2 separate regions of the Sus scrofa genome follow, and region 1 is linked to region 2. Evidence: chromatin contacts called from public HiChIP or PLAC-seq data. All regions are on one chromosome and are shown on one strand. Each heading gives the region's core, a stretch centred on a gene start, on an enhancer-like site or on the middle of the called end of the contact. The rest is flanking DNA. Distances are from core to core; before and after follow the strand shown. Region 1 holds the start of ZNF672 (zinc finger protein 672). Region 2 holds the start of MRPL55 (mitochondrial ribosomal protein L55).

Region 1 (2,700 bases), core at 112-2,611, 1.1 Mb before region 2:
GTACATAATTCTAAATTATATGGTAAAGGACAGCAAATATAGAGACAATGTCTTATGCTCCTTGTGGCCTGAGAGAACAAATTCTCAATAAATACAGACTCAGGAGTTCCCGTCGTGGCGCAGTGGTTAACGAATCCAACTAGGAACCATGAGGTTGCGGGTTCGGTCCCTGGCCTTGCTCAGTGGGTTAACGATCCGGCGTTGCTGTGAGCTGTGGTGTAGGTTGCAGACGCGGCTCGGATCCAGCGTTGCTGTGGCTCTGGCGTAGGCCGGTGGCTACAGCTCCGATTCAACCCCTAACCTGGGAACCTCCATATGCCACGGGAGGGGCCCAAGAAATAGCAACAACAACAACAACAAAAAGACAAAAAAAATAAATAAATAAATAAATAAATACAGACTCATTGGATGAACAGTCTTTGTAGTCAGGCATGGTATACAGGTTTCTCTTTTCCAGATTATATGTTCTCAGCCCATTTAGTTAAGTAACGTATTTGTCACCATCCTAGTCGCTCCTTTGAAATTGGCTAGTGTCCCTCAATACTGCACAGTGAGTCCAGAAATATCTTTATTAGTCTATTTCTCTGGCTTAAAAGGTTTTGGAATTATCCTCAACTAGTCATCCTCTATACAATACTACCTTAAAGTGTATGGTACTTTACTTCAAGCATGTTTTCCACTTCTGTATCTCCTACCTGCATCTCTTCCTGGTTCAGGCCCTCATCACCCTAAGTCTGCATCCTAGGTCTCTGTTTTCCACTTCCTTGCCTGCTGCTGCCAGACATGTACTCCTTATATCATGCTGCTCTACATGTGGGTCAGCATCTGTGATGAGCGGGCACTGTGCTCATGATTCAGGGCACTGTTTATGAGTAGAGCAAAGCCTTTCCCTTAAACCATGGGGAAGAAGGGCATTCCAGCATAGGTTTATGGAAATGGCATTTGACTAAACTTTTAAGAATGGGCAGAATTAAAAGCAGAGTAGAAGAGTGTTCCAAAAACAACAGAAGTTAAGCGGAGAGCAAGGAATAGATTCTTCCTCATAGCCTTCCAAAAGAACCAACCCTGCTGACACTCAACCTCAGACTTCTAGCCTCCAGAAATGAGAGAAAATAAATTTATGTGATTTAAGCCACAAAGTCTATGGCACTTTACTGTGCAGCTCTAGGAAACCAATACAAGCCCAAAACTAGAAACAACCCAAATGTCCATCAGCTGTATTTATTCAGTAAAATGGGTGAATAAATTATGGTACATTCACACAATAGAATACTATACAGCAACAAAAATGAACTAGCTATAATCATACTCAAAATGAATTAATAAAAATTTAAGCAAATGAATCAGACTCAAAAAATTGCAGAGTATGCGTCCATGTATATAAAGTCAAAACTATAAATTAGCCAATACTATTTATGGTATTGGGGTTATGGTTACTCTTTGTATAGTAGAGACAAGAAGTGGTCCAAAAGGTTTTCTTGGGTTCTGGTATATTCCATTTCATAATATGGGAGCTGGTTGCATAGGTTTGTTAGGAAAAGCCGGCAGAAAGGCTTGCGGGATGGAAGTACAATGATTTAGGGGCAGAGCAGAGGGGCAGAAGCTCTGGATGGGTGACAGGATATGTGGTAACAAGTGACTTCAAAAGGAAGCTTAGAACTGGTAAAGAAGGGTCCTGAGAACCATCATTTGGCAGCCCTGAAGAGGGAATGGTCTCCTTCCCTTGTGTTTCCAGAAAACAACACTAATAGCACATCTCAGTGGAACAAAACATTGCAGACAGCTCAGCCAGCAAGCTCTTGGAGCAACAGCTGGCCAGGAGTCCCCACAACCCGGGCAGTGAGACCCTGGATGGTCATTAACTTGTGGGTGCCTCCAGTGGCAAGGCTGTGGCGAGGATTAAGCTAAGTCTGACCTCACCGTAAGAAATCATAATTTACTTGCAAGGACTAGTCAAATGGGTGGCCCCGAAAACTACTCCGCTCCGGGGACCACTACCCCGACTGCAGCACCTGCAGGGACACCCTTTGGTGGCCAGTGGGCTCACGTAAGCCACAAGAACATCAAACCAGGGTACTGACTCCTCCACTGGGCACCCAGGCGGTGTGCAAGGTTCAATGCTTTTTCCTCAGGGCGGGGAGTGGACAAAGGAGGAGGCAGGGATTGGTTAATCCTGAGAAGAAGGCGGGGCCTTGACAAAGGAGGGAGGCAGGACCAGAGTCTCCCTGAGAGCCCATTAGCTCCGCCCCCTTAGTGGGATTCCTGCCTGGGCCTGCAACTCTGAACCGTTAGAGGCGTTTTCTTTCGTTTCCTAGTTTTCCCAGCAACCCGTGACGCAGCCAGCATGAGGCCGACCACTGGCCAACCCGGGAGAACGGGACTAGAGCGTGACCCCCTATCACGAGACGCCTCGCAGCTCCCCCCAGTTGGCGGCCCAGCGCTCGGTCAGGTCCTTCCCTTCGTTCCTCGTCCCAGTCCTCCAGTCCGGGAGGCGGGGTTCGGCGAGCCAGCTGAGTGGGACCCTCGCGGTGTCCGAGGAGCTAGTCGGCGACCGGTGAGGGGACCGAGGGCCCGGGAAGGAGGGTTGGCACGGGCAGAGGTCCCCAACTGTCGCCCAGCTTCTACCCTCCGCTCTGGGCGGCTCTCTTCTGCGGAGGTGGAGGACGCCGCTCCCGCAACCAATGACGTCGGCCTCAGCGC
Region 2 (2,700 bases), core at 47-2,546:
TCCCAAGACAATGTCTAAGAATTGCAGATGGGGAGCTCCAATAACCTACACTTGGGGTGTCTTGTCCTGAGGAAAAATGAACCCCAACTACCATGCCCAGGAGTCAGGAAGGCCAACAACCTGCTCCTGTATGGAGTACTCATAACTGCAATGTCCAGCAGTGGGGCAGGCCAGGAACCTGCAGCAGTCTTGGGGGCCCTCCTGGCTGGGAGTCCTTGAAGCAATCAGTTCTGCCTACCCAGAATCTCCCCAAACCCCCACCCCGGGTTTGCAATATGCGGTGGGAAGGGAACACAGCACCAGAGCTGGACTATCTGGAGAATTTCCCAACTGTTTCTGCTGCTCCCCTTTAACTCAAGGTAGACCACACATTTCCAAAAGCCAGGTGAGAGAGTCGGAACTTCGGGGACTGTGCCATACCAAGAGTCACCTCAAGGCCTTCAAAACCCTTATCTCCCAGGGTATTCTGTTCTGCTGTGTGGCCCACCTTGGGGAGGGGGGTCAGGTTGCTTCCCCTCTCCGCCCCTCCGCATCCTGCACAATGGCTTCCAGCAAGAAGTCCTGAGGCTGCGGGGGTTTTACAAACTGTCTGGAGCTTCCCGTGCCAGAAGAATTTCTTCCTACATTTTGAGGACTGACAGAGGAACCAGCTTTTAATTTGTGTAAATAAAAATAATAACTACCAAAAGCAACTCTAACACACAGAATACAACTTGAAAATAAAGGGAAGCCCTTTAAAAGGAGTAAATCTGCCCCCATAAAAAGATGCGCTCCCTGAAGACCGTGTCTCCTGCCTTGCTCGCTCGCTCTAGGATGGAGCGCTGCAACCCTGAGGGAAGCCGAGGGCAGTTCGGGTGGCTGGTGAATAACAATGCACGAGCACAGCTATGAGTCCCTGAGGAAGGTCCACGGCACTGGCGCTCAGCAGGCGCGGGGGCGGGGGGGCGACTCACACGTGAGCTGCTGTGTTCCCCCCCTCTCCGCGGCGGATTCGGACCGCGAAACGCCAGCCCGGGGCCCGACACCCCAGGAAAACCCTCGCGGGGCTTGCAAGCGCCCAGACCTCTGCCCGCTGTGAGGGGCCGCCACTCACCGTCCGAGGTGGCCCGGCCCAGGGCTGCAGCCGCCAGCCCGGCCAGCGGGCGCCGCAGCATCAGGGGCCGCAGCTGCCGCCTGCGGGAACATACGTCACAGCGCCGCGCCGCTCCCGCCCCTCGCCTTCCATCAAAATACGTCAGCGGGGCGCCGGATGCGCCTCGGCCAGCCGTAAGTCAGAGCGGCGCTGGTCTCGCCCCGCCTCTCAAGGCCGTAAGTCGGCGCTGCGAGTCACTTCGCGGCGGAGCCGCACGAGGACTGGAAGCTTGGTGTGCAGTGCGGGTGTCCCCGGCTTCGGTCAGTCCCGCACCTGATTCGTCAGTGGTAGCCAGGCCGCTGGTCCTCGAGGCCGCCTCGGAGCCGGTGAGAGTGGCAAGTCGGTGTCACGTGGGCTTGGATGTCTTCCTCCAAGGGAGGGTCTGGGCCCCGCCATGAGCCTCGGGAACGCGAGGGCGAGAGGATGAGCGGGCATTTTTTGAGATGTTTATAGCATTTCATTTGCCTGCCAAATCACTTCTTAAGGCGGAGAGAGGCCTGCAGATGCCCTGCCCTGACAAGGTATAGCCAGGCAAGCTTGCCTATCTTGGCCGGGAGGATTCTTTTCTGGGTCTTCATGTCCACGATCTCAGTGGTGAGGCCTTTGAAACAACTGGTTTGTCACCGCGGAAACCCAAGCTTAGCAAGCTTGAGCTCCCCTTTTATAATCCTTATCTCGTTGGATTTTGTGAAATGAAATGACCTTGGAAAACATGGTAAAAGCTAGTCTTCACCATTTACGTTGCATTACATCTTCAGAATGGCTTCCCCGACTCAGCAACCTACCAGAATGGGCCCGGGCCCTGCTGCAGATTGAGTCAGAGTCTTTGGGAGTAGGACTGGGTCATCTGCAGATCAGAAATCTTCCATTTGATTCTGTTGCCAATTTCAAGGCTGAAAACCTGATAGGATATTGGGAGAGACTGGCACTGATCTTGTAATATCTGTCAGAAACTGCTTTTTGTTCCTGTCTGGAATTGGGTAAGGATCAATTCTATGAAAAAGCATGCCTTGGAGTTCCCGTCGTGGCGCAGTGGTTAACGAATCCGACTAGGAACCATGAGGTTGCGGGTTCGGTCCCTGCCCTTGCTCATTGGGTTAACGATCCGGCGTTGCCCAGAGCTGTGGTGTAGGTTGCAGACGCGGCTCGGATCCCGCGTTGCTGTGGCTCTGGCATAGGCTGGTGGCTACAGCTCCGATTCAACTCCTGGCCTGGGAACCTCCATATGCCGCGGGAGCGGCCCAAGAAATAGCAACAACAACAACAAAAAACAAAAAACAAAAAAAAAAGAAAAAGCATGCCTTTTAGAAAGATCTCTTATTTCCTTGCCTAGCAGGTCATCCCACTGGCCGTGTGACTGACCCTGGGGCTTCACCTGCTGCAGGGGCTCTCAGGAGGAATGGCAGCCAAGGGCAGCCTGCTTCGGTAAGCATGGACTTCCAGGCCTCTTGGGACTGCCATAATGGGGCCACACAAAGAATGCCAACTCAAGACCCTTAGGCTGTCCTCAGTAAAGCCTCCAGAACCAGTATGTTTATGTGAAGTATACATACAAATACATATTGAGG

Evidence for each region. HiChIP or PLAC-seq counts read pairs in DNA pulled down with a chosen protein or histone mark.
Region 1: an H3K27ac HiChIP or PLAC-seq map of alveolar macrophages shows a contact between it and region 2. The contact joins the promoter of ZNF672 here to the promoter of MRPL55 in region 2. A contact is called at or near these places in 1 of 5 promoter capture datasets (liver) and 1 of 2 datasets of contacts at active chromatin or transcription factors (alveolar macrophages).

What each region holds. Positions count from the first base shown.
Region 1 is chr2:52,311,938-52,314,637 of Sscrofa11.1, reverse strand. It overlaps ZNF672 (zinc finger protein 672), which reads left to right and starts at 1,361. Exons shown (of 4, transcript XM_005661167.3): 1 at 1,361-2,554.
Region 2 is chr2:51,246,190-51,248,889 of Sscrofa11.1, reverse strand. It overlaps MRPL55 (mitochondrial ribosomal protein L55), which reads left to right and starts at 1,296. Exons shown (of 4, transcript NM_001244964.1): 1 at 1,296-1,458; 2 at 2,469-2,557. The coding sequence starts at 2,532. GUK1 (guanylate kinase) reads right to left here and starts at 1,225. Exons shown (of 8, transcript XM_003123613.4): 1 at 1,094-1,225. The coding sequence starts at 1,154.